Regions from separate parts of the Mus musculus genome. Here region 2 is linked to region 1. The links are chromatin contacts, called in public promoter capture Hi-C maps. All regions are on one chromosome and are shown on one strand. The core of a region is the stretch at or near the end of the contact, and the rest is flanking DNA. Distances in the headings are between cores, read along the strand shown. Region 1 overlaps Rapgef4 (Rap guanine nucleotide exchange factor (GEF) 4). Region 2 overlaps Map3k20 (mitogen-activated protein kinase kinase kinase 20).

Region 1 (4,972 bases), core at 1,201-3,700:
GTCTTTCCTTTTCCATCAGTTAGTCAACATGCGTGGTGGCCTATTGAAGTGTCCAAAGGTGTCTCACTAGTATCCAGGGGATCTGCCCACCGGGATGCCTAAGATCACAGTAAAGAAATCCACCGATCCCACATTGTAGAGAAGTATGAAAATGATTCAGGGAGTGAGTGGGCCTGCCAGTGTCAGGCCTTCGCTGTGTGGTGAGGATGGGGCCCACTGGGCTTCAGGCCTAGGGATGGCTTACCTCCCCAGCACAGGGGTCCGGCCCACTGTCAGCAGCCAGAACTAGTTGGTGAGATAGGTCTTACTCAATAGCCCTGCTTGGCCCGAGACTTACTGTATAGAAGACAAGGCTGGCCTCAAACTCAGAAACGCACATACCTCTGTCTCCAAATGACACAAAATCCCATTGAGATCTGCATAGCTCATTTCTCAAGCAGTTACATTCTTCCTACTTCTGATGGACCCCAGAGCCACATCCTGCTTATGTGGCCTTGATTTCTGGGCAGCTAAGACCCCCCAAGCTGAAGGCTTCCAGAGCAACCTGACTGGGAGAGAGTAAGCCTCTGGATAGCAGGAGCACCTCCCACCAAGAGACCTTCCCCAAGACCTGATGCTCTTGTTCCCAGTTCCCGCATTGCTACTTTGTAACAACCGTGTTTGTCCTCAGCATCCTGGGAAATGCAGAGCCGCAACTCCTTGTGCCCTGGAGCTTTTAGAGACCTGCAAACCCTCACGCCTATCTTCGTGTTTTTATTCCATGCTTATTTTTCCTCACCACCAAGCTCGCTGCAATGTGCACTCACATCAGAGACATGTCTCCCAGCTTCTCAGACAGCCTTCTGGCCTTGGCCCTTCTTTTTGCTATCTTACAGAACTTTGACCAGCCAACAAGGGGGTGTGCCTACAGGCAGCATCCATGTCTAATGGTGTCCGACATGACATGTTCATGTAGGTTTCTGCTTGGCAACAGGCATCTTGTTTAGGAGTAGTCTCTCCAGTTCCCCAGTGACACTTTGTCTGCATCTCCAGGGACATCTTACCCTCAAAACAATACACACAAATAATAGCAATAGTGATGATGATGGTGGTGGTGATTATGATGATGATAGTAAACCTTAAAGTAGGCATATATACCTACTATATTAGACAACAGCACTCAACTCTCTCTCTCTCTCTCTCTCTCTGTGTGTGTGTGTGTGTGTGTGTGTGTGTGTGTGTGTGTACACAAGGCCTTGCTTTTCCCTGCAGATTTTATAGGTGAGGAGAATTTATGGTATAACAAATATTTAAATCCTAGAAACATGTATGCTTTTTTAGCAATTCTGGAAACACCTAAACTAAGGGAAATCTCCAATCATATCAATTCCTAAAGACTGACTGACTTTCATGTTTCAAAATAGAGAATGGTGCTTTATGATGTCACTAAAGCCTGTAACACTCACTGTTATCTTTATTTGATACAAACCCAGCAGCTGGGTTGGGTATGGCTATGCACAGTTAGATACGCTATGAACTGAGGCTAGTGGGTCCTACTCGCTGTATATAAAGCACTTAGTACAAAGCTTTGAATGAGCAGGGTCCCGGTGTTTTCTGCTAACTAATAAAAAGTTGATTGCCTAGACTGGAGAGCTGTTGGCTCCCATACCTGCAATGCTAGCAATGGTCACAAGAGGGCAGTGTTAGAACATGAAAACCAGGAACTGCAGCCCAGTATTTTGAAACTGCAGGAGTTTAAATTTTGTTCAGCCATTTCACTGGAGCAGAGATTCTGGGCTGCACTTGGCCTTGGTCTCCACTTCATTCCACCCCCTCATCTGTCATTGTGCCATTATCTGGCAATTTTTACTCTGGTTTTGAAAAAAAGACCTCTTGCTGTTTTTCTCTCTAAGGTCAAATAGAAAACCTTTAGTCATCCCTGCCTTTGCTTTTACAACACAGATGCCTTTGTTCATTGCAGTTTTGATTATTAAATTTGAAGTACAGCTCTCTCTCCCTTTCTCCCCACCCTCCTTCCCTCCCTCTCTCCCTCTTTCGCTCCCCCCCCTCTGTGTGTTTCCTTCCCTCCCTCCCTCCCTCTCCCCCGCTTCCTCTCCCTGATTCTTTCACTTGGCCACACACTCTGTTCGCTTTCCTTTCAGTGACATCACCATTTTTGGGAGACACTACTTGAACACATTTCTGAACAGTTTTACGAAGCCCAGAAAACGTAAAAGGTGGCAAGCTGGTTGCAGATGGTGTCACTGCTGACTCCCGCCGGAGCTCTGGCTGGGGCTGAGCTATTCATTAGGAATGGATATTTAGTTGACTTGGCATTCTGCACAACTCACCCTACATGTAGTTTTGTTGTTGAGTATTCTTTGTCCGGGTGACACAGTGCTGGCCAGTTCAGCTCTGCACTGGTTAGAAATGCCCGTGCCAGGCCGTGCTCTGCAAGCCAGCCCCAGCGAGCTTGCCTGATGTCCATCGGCTGCCCGACAAGCCGATTCCAGGGACACGCTCTGAAAGGAACCGGCCTTGCCGTTGCCGCTTGCCAGAAAACACATTTGACTTAGAAGTATCTTGCCTTCCTGCTTGGCAGTAAATCCTTTTGACACACGTGCAGTTGGATGCCTTGACAGACTCTGAAATTGGGTTCCATTTGATTTGATTACTTAAAAACGCTTAGAGAACTCAATAAATTCCAGGAGCAAATTCAAGCTCAGGAAGCAAAATGCAAGAGCTTTGAAACCTAGTGGCAAGTATAGGCTGGAAATGAACCCTGTAAAAACATCAGCTTTTAAAGAACTTATGCTTCTGAGTCTACCTATACACGTAAAGATAACCTAACACAAATAAGATTGTTAACTCTTGACTCAATGACACAGAAATGAATAAATTCTGAATAGCTAACAGGTCTGATAACTCTTCAGAATCACAGGATAATTTTTCATTTTCCATGAGTTCATCACAGACACAGCTCATGTCCCCAGATCATCTGCGCAGGCCAGGTTTCAGTGGACCATGATCGTACATTGTGACATGTAACCCTGGCCTTCTTACCACCGTGACCACTTCACAGTGTCCGTATGAACACATGTGAGACAGCTCTGGCGAGAATGTCTGCTTTAAGATGTGAGAACGCCACAATGCAGATGCACAAAGCAGATAAATTAAGAGGTGATTAGTCGCAGTACAAAAGGATTCTTTGATTTACAGCAGGATTGTCAGGAGGGTTTCTTTGAATACAAGCTCCCCCAGAGAGCTCAAGTGTTTTGCAGATCATTCAAACCACTTGACATCCAGACTGGGGGACAGAGAAACTTGGAATTTAAGTGTTGAAAGCCATCATTAGATGAAGCTTAATACAACACGACTATAGAGGTTCTCTGTTGTTTAAATAAAGGCAAAAATATAATTTGCTTTTTAGAAGTGTAGAAAACCTATACATGCGTGGCGATGTGACTGAGTTAGGAATTATATTGTATTATTTTTTATCTATTTAATTCTGGCAAGCTGACTCAGCCAGTAAAGGTGACTGCCACCAAGCCTGGTGACTTCAGTTCAAGTCCTGAAGCCCACACGCTAGAAAAAGAGAACCAACTCTTATAATTTCTCACAATGACCTCGTCGGGCATGCTATGGTATATGTATCACGGTAGCTTTCCCCCCCAATACAGAAATGTTTAAGATGTGTTCTGCTATTAATCTTTTTTAAACATTTATTTATTTATTTAATGTATACAAGTGATCTATCTGCATGTACACCTGCATGCCAGAAGAGATCATGAGGTCCCTTTATAGATGGTCATGAACCACCATGTGCTTGCTGGGAACTGAACTCAGGAACTCAGCCAGTGCTCTTAACTGTTGAGCCATCTCTCCAGCTGCTGATCTTGTTAAAGGCATTGTGACCATTTCACAGAGGTCTGAGAGGAGCCAAAGCCATGGAGGCAGTGTAATCTAGATCTGCCAAGGTTCAGGCCCCTTCCACATCAGCTCTGCCTGACTCTTGTCTCTGTGTGGACCTCCTTTGCCTCTTGTTTGGTGCCTGTCACCACAGGCTGGTTGGCATCCTTTGGTTTGGTCCCAGCATCTAAGATGGCTGTAGTTTTGTGTGGCAAAGACTCAGGCAGGTTTAGAAACTGGTACATGCAGACTGAGGTATACATGTGGACAGGGACTGTGTGGAATAATTGTATGCCAACTTGACACGGGCTGCAGTCGCCTGATAGGAGAGAACTCTGGAGTAAAAGCCTCATAAGATGGGGCTGTAGACAGCCTGTAGGGCATTTTCTTAATTAGTGATTCATGTCCGGAGGACCCAGCCAGTTCTGAGCGGGATCACTCCTGGGCTGGTGGTCCTGGGTTTTATAAGAAAGCAGGCTGAACAAGCCATTAGGAGCAAGTCAGTGAGCAGCAGCCCTCCATGGCCTCTGCAACAGCTCCTGCCCTGTTTGAGTTCCTGCCATGATTGGTTTCCATGATGAATGGTTATAAGGATTTTATGAGTGAAAGACAGCCTTTTCTTCCCAAGTTGCTTTGGGCTGTAGTGTTTTATCAAAGCGTTAACAGCCCTAGGTAAGTCAGGGAGTCAGAAGGCAGGCCCAGCGGGGAGCTGGACTCTACCCAGGTTCACTCGGAACTTTCCCCACAGAATGACTACCTGAGAGCCCTCGGTCTACAGATGTATTGTCAAATAATGCATCGGCAGGAACAGGAAGTCTGCAGCGAGGTAAAGAGACTGAGTAGTTTCTAGTCTCAGTTCTCCCTCTGCCTGTTTTGGATAAGATACTGAGCATCTTAGAGTCTGAATCTGTCTAACTTCTGAGACAGCGATAACAATGATGATAGTGCGGACCACTGTAATAACAGTCCTAACCTCAAAAATCCTACAGGCTTCAAATTCTGAAACTTTTGAGTGCTAGGAATGGAATTTTCTACGTCTGATCCGATATGACAGGTAATTCAGACACAGTTCAGGGAATGGAGT
Region 2 (4,972 bases), core at 1,091-3,590, 390 kb after region 1:
ATTGAGTCACCAGACTCTTCCTTGGAGGACTATAAATAGAAACTATCAAATAGGGATTTTTTTTTTAACTATTGTATAGTTTTTGTAAATGGATAGACAAAATGGCTAAAATAACAGGGTCTCAAGAAAAGGATTCTGTGTGCACACATACAGCCACTGCCTTCTGCCAATTCCAGAACAGCTGAGAGCAGAGCTTTTCTCCACTCTGATGGAAATTGGATTTATTATAAATTCAGTATAGGGGCGTCCTTGCCCCATCATGGGGGAGGGGCTGTGCACACCCGCCCATCTTTGTACATGTAACTAAATACTGAAGCTTGCAAGGGTAGAAACATACAGGTTTTAGGCAGGAAGAAACAGAAAGATTAGCCAAACCCTACAAGACTTGATTTGCAAAGAAAGCAAATGCTAGAGAGTCACAGCATAGCACAGCGTCTATCACTACTAGATTGGGGACTTAAAATTTCACAAGCAAGGGAAATCTAAGTTAAATGTTAGCAGGAGGGGACTTAGTAGCCACAGACTGTGGTGACAGCTTTCAGTTTGACCCAGGCATTCACTTTAAGCATGTCCAGCTTTGACATGTCAACCATACATCCATAAAGTCGTCTTTTAAAAAGAGAAAGAAATGTGAGTTTTAACCAACGGGACAGAAGCAAATGCAGTTTACAGTTGTATAACTCACTGCTGACTTCCAGCTACAGAGTGGAGCAGTGCCCCGTCCAGTGTTGGGTAGCCACCTATAGTGCCAGAGCTGAGCTGGGCAATGTGCCTGCTGATGGATTGACAGCCACTCATACATGCCCAAGTGCCAGGGATTGCCAAACAACCAGAGGAAACAGACACACTATGTGGCATTTCCAGATTTTGGTGGTGTAAATATTCTGCCACAACTGATTGCAAGTTGTCAGCCTGAGGTCACTGAATTTTGTTGTGAAAAGATTCATCTGGGGTGTGTGTGCGCGCGCGTGTGTGTGTGTGTGTGTGTGTGTGTGTGTGTGTGTGTGTGTGTGTAGGGGTGTGTAGAGAGATGACTCAGCAGTTAAGAATACTTGCTGTTTTTTTCAGAGAACCAGGGTTCAATTTCTGACATCTATATGACAGTTCACTCTGTCTGTAACTAAAGTTCCAGGGATGGGGGACTTTTGGGATAGCATTTGAAATGTAAATGAAGAAAATACCTAATTAAAAAAAAAAAGTTCCAGGGCATCTGACACCCTCACAAAGACACACTCAGACAAAACACCAGTGCACATAAAATAAAAATAAATTAATTATCTTTAAAAAAATTTTAAAAAGAAAAAACAATCCACTTGGGAGAGCTGCCTCTAGCACACGATTGGGTCATTTTTAGCCTTCCTTGGGATTATGTATCCCTTTAAAAATAGCCCACAGTGATGTATGTCGCACATGTGAGCAAACACAGGCTTAATACAGACATGTTGGTGCTGGTTTTCAGGATACCAGAGCTCAGGGACCACTCTAGCCTTTTAACCTTTTAGCCATGGTCACCTGACTTCTGAATCAGCACTGACTTATATTGTCTCACACTGACCATATTGTATGAATCAAAAGGCAGGATTTAGATTTGTGAGCAGTGAAAATAGACTTCTGGAGACAGGGATATGAAAATCTAAATCCGTGCCTGTCTTCTGAAACCCTCTGTGGTCACTCTAGTTGACGATTCCTAGACAGCAGGCACAGTTTGGGATCTGGACAGAGGTCTTTGCTTTTAGAAGTTTCTGGGTACCATTGTAAGCTTTGTACTGAGAAGGTCACTTACAGGTTTTGAGAATAACAAACTCCAAAACAGACACATTCGTTACATTAAAATTAAAAGCACTGGAACGCAAGGACACACGACAGCTCTCCCAATCCTGCATGTTAGAATTTGGATTGAAAATGGCTCAAATGGTAAAGAGTGCGTATCTCCGCCCCCAAGTCAGGGCTTTTTCATAAATCTACTGCTCGTCATGGGATAGGAGGACAACTTTACAAGTAGCTACTTTTATATCCTGAGAATCTTGAGTAAAAGTTTAAAGGCAGCAAATGTCTCAGTATTGAAAGGGTCAGATGAGCACTTAGGTAAGCCAGGCCACTGTCTATATTCATTTAGGAACCTAGTCCGACACAGAATATTCTTAATTAATGGGAAATCAATAGCAAAACTAATTATTCATTTTTTTACAAGATAACTATCTTCCAATTCCAAATGCAAAATTTGTAAAGCCCTTTCTAAGCCGTTAACTAATATCCGAACCACCTTAGATACTCAAGCCTAGTGTGTCCTGTGAAAGTGTGTCTCGCTCGGTGTGTCTTACTTCCCGTCATCCCTACGGCCCCTTTTCATACGTAACTCCAATAACAACCCCCCAAAAGGCGATATAACAACCTTATCTCCACTGGTGTCTCCTTGGCACCAGTCTGCCCTGACCTTAGACACCAGCCATTGTTAAGGGTATAACACATTTACATATTTTGCAATAAAACATCAGTTATTTGCATTACTGTGTCAAGTTTTATTTGATTCTTTCACCTAAAAATGACTCATTTTCCTTTCTTGTATTTTAAAAACCAACTACTCTAAGCTTGTTTGAGAATAATCAAAAATTGCCCATTTAGCTAGAAGTCATTTTCTTTTCAAAAGGCAAATGTTATTTAATCTTTCAGCTGCTCATTGTGCCATCATAAATACTTTCTTTTCAGCACAGTTGTGGAGACTGAAATGAGCCCACTAATTGCCTCCCATTTCGACTGACATGTGGTGGTTTAGTGGAAAGAGAACACAGCAGGGAGAAGGAAATAGGAGGCTGAGAAAATGAGAGCTAATTATTTTCACTGCCTCATGTCAGGCTCTGTGTCAGCCTTGTTTTTACAAACTGGAAGGTTTAGCACTAAATAAAACAAACTGGCGTCATGTTTTTATATACTGGCAGTGTCACGGAAGCAGCTGCACATCTCAAAGACAATATAATGCCTGCGTTCGCATGGACACCATCTGACAGACACTGTGAGCCGCGGCTAATGAGGCTATCACAGTGGTGCCAGAGGGAAAGGTGCTGAATTATGTATGATTCTTCATCAGGGCGGCAGTAGTCCTGTACATCATTATGAGACATTGTTTTGCTGAAGAGATTAAAACATTCTTAGTTCCAGACCCTGCAACCTATGCGCGCTGAAAGGAGGTTATTAATGGAATTTTTAGGGAGACTTTCTTGTGGATTTCTTTTGGGTTGGAAAAAACCAATTTCGTGGGACAAAGCCGTGATGGGTCACGACACCGTATAGATAAAGAAGAGAAGCAAATTAACCATACTTGTATTCTCTTCCTTCTAAAGACGGCATAATAAAATACAGCGTGGCGGGGTTATACTTAATGGTAAATAACCCAGGTGCTATCGCAGGACGTGCCACTTGCCTGCCTTTGACACAGCAGGTTCTGGCAGCTGAGCTGGATAATGGTGACACATGTAAAGGAGCCTTCAGAGACCTCCATCAGTAGCATCTCCCTGCTTTGTATACAGCTGTAGCCAATATTATTTTTGTGGGTTTTGTTTTTAATCCGGGATTGCTTCGCAAAAGCCAGTCAGCTGCTATGGCTGCATCTTTCTCTCCCGGCTCTGCTTTTTCAGAAAGTTTATTCTGACCGCTCTAGTTTATATTTTAAAGTACTCCCACAGTTGGTGGTTTTTATATTTCTCCATTTATGGGAAGAGAGGAGCAGGTGGGGGTTGGAGAAGCTAGTGGCTCTAAGACTGAACTTGATGTATCTAGGGCATGGATTCCAGTCCCATGAGGCTGGCTGTAAGATATCTAAGCCTCAGTTTCTTTATCCATAAAATGGGAACCGTGCTCTCTAGAACAGAGTAAGACTATAGGGGTTAGATAACATAAATAGATCTCAAAACCCTGAGGCTGGGCGTATACACGTGACATCGTGAAGTTTAGTCTGTGTGAAGTGAAAGAGAACAGGGGCAGCCTTTGATTGCTATGAAGAGGGCTTGCCTGGGGAAGGGGCTTCTGAAGGACTGTAGATGTCTTGCCTGCTTGGTTGGCTACACAGGTATAGACACTAGTCAAGCTCAGTGACCTGTGCAGCTAAAAGATCTGTGCTTTCATTACATGCAGATTGTTGCTCAATGTGAAAGCCCTTTTTAAAAAAAAATTCCATATTCTTCAGTAAAACTAATCTAGAAAAGCTCATTTGAGGGTCACCTTCCTTCTGAAGGACCCTGAGGTGTTGATGGCTCCAGTTAATTTGGTAGGGGAAAAAAACTGAATATTAAAGAAGAGGAGGGGGAGGGGGAGGGGGAGAAGAATTCCCAGAATTCTTCTGAATTCCCAGAATTTTACAGTTTGATATATTTTGTGCTTTTTAATATCTGGAGTTTTGTTCCTCCTGTTTGGGAAATCTACCACTATCTCAACTATTCTCTTAATTCTCTTCTCTTCCATTTCTTCTTCCCTCCCTCTTTTTATGTAGAGAAAAGGATGTCTGTGTGTGCTGTCATTTCAGCTACTTTGGAACTCCAGGGAACTGTGAGCAGCTCCAAAAGCGTGTAATAGTAAGCTCTCACAAAGAGATACTTAACTTAGCATTAACTGAGTGTTGTTCAGGATTTTATCTCCACAGGGCAAGAATTCTCATTTTAGTTAGCCCATAATCTTAATTCGTAAAATGCTTTCACGTAATTGGTAATCCCGGAACAGTTAGTTGAGATGCTCTGTCTTCCTCCGCCTTTGCTCCCAGAACTGTCCAGTTTATCTTGGTGGCTAATCAGCCAGTAGGATTCTTCTATTTTCCCCATTCCAAATGCAAAACTTGTCCTCTTCCCCCAACAAAATGTCATGTGTCTCCTGCAGACTTCAGAGCGGTGCATCTGCTAGGTAACGGATAGTTTCAAGCATTATGTTTGCTGCCCCCCAAATTCCAGCAGAAACAGCCCCTGTGCTCAGCCCTTCTGCTAAGCTC

What was found. Promoter capture Hi-C pulls out the DNA fragments that hold promoters and counts their contacts.
Region 2: a promoter capture Hi-C map of hippocampal neurons shows a contact between it and region 1, with 2.8 times the contacts expected there. The contact joins two enhancer-like sites. A contact is called at or near these places in 9 of 39 promoter capture datasets (the 3T3-L1 cell line, 3T3-L1-derived adipocytes, the HPC-7 cell line and 5 more), 1 of 115 datasets of contacts at active chromatin or transcription factors (astrocytes) and 2 of 9 other capture datasets (embryonic stem cells and embryonic trunk).

The regions. Positions count from the first base shown.
Region 1 is chr2:72,036,686-72,041,657 of GRCm38.p6, forward strand. The region is part of intron 3 of Rapgef4 (Rap guanine nucleotide exchange factor (GEF) 4); the gene reads left to right. Among named protein-coding and RNA genes, the nearest start is that of Gm29940, 16 kb to the right of the region's middle. Within about 2 kb of position 2,451, at least 83 of the 459 cell types and tissues checked have an H3K27ac peak or open chromatin away from gene starts, as enhancers often do. A contact at or near this core is called in hippocampal neurons, where this site is marked.
Region 2 is chr2:72,424,076-72,429,047 of GRCm38.p6, forward strand. The region is part of intron 16 of Map3k20 (mitogen-activated protein kinase kinase kinase 20); the gene reads left to right. Among named protein-coding and RNA genes, the nearest start is that of Gm39847, 38 kb to the right of the region's middle. Within about 2 kb of position 2,341, at least 45 of the 459 cell types and tissues checked have an H3K27ac peak or open chromatin away from gene starts, as enhancers often do. A contact at or near this core is called in hippocampal neurons, where this site is marked.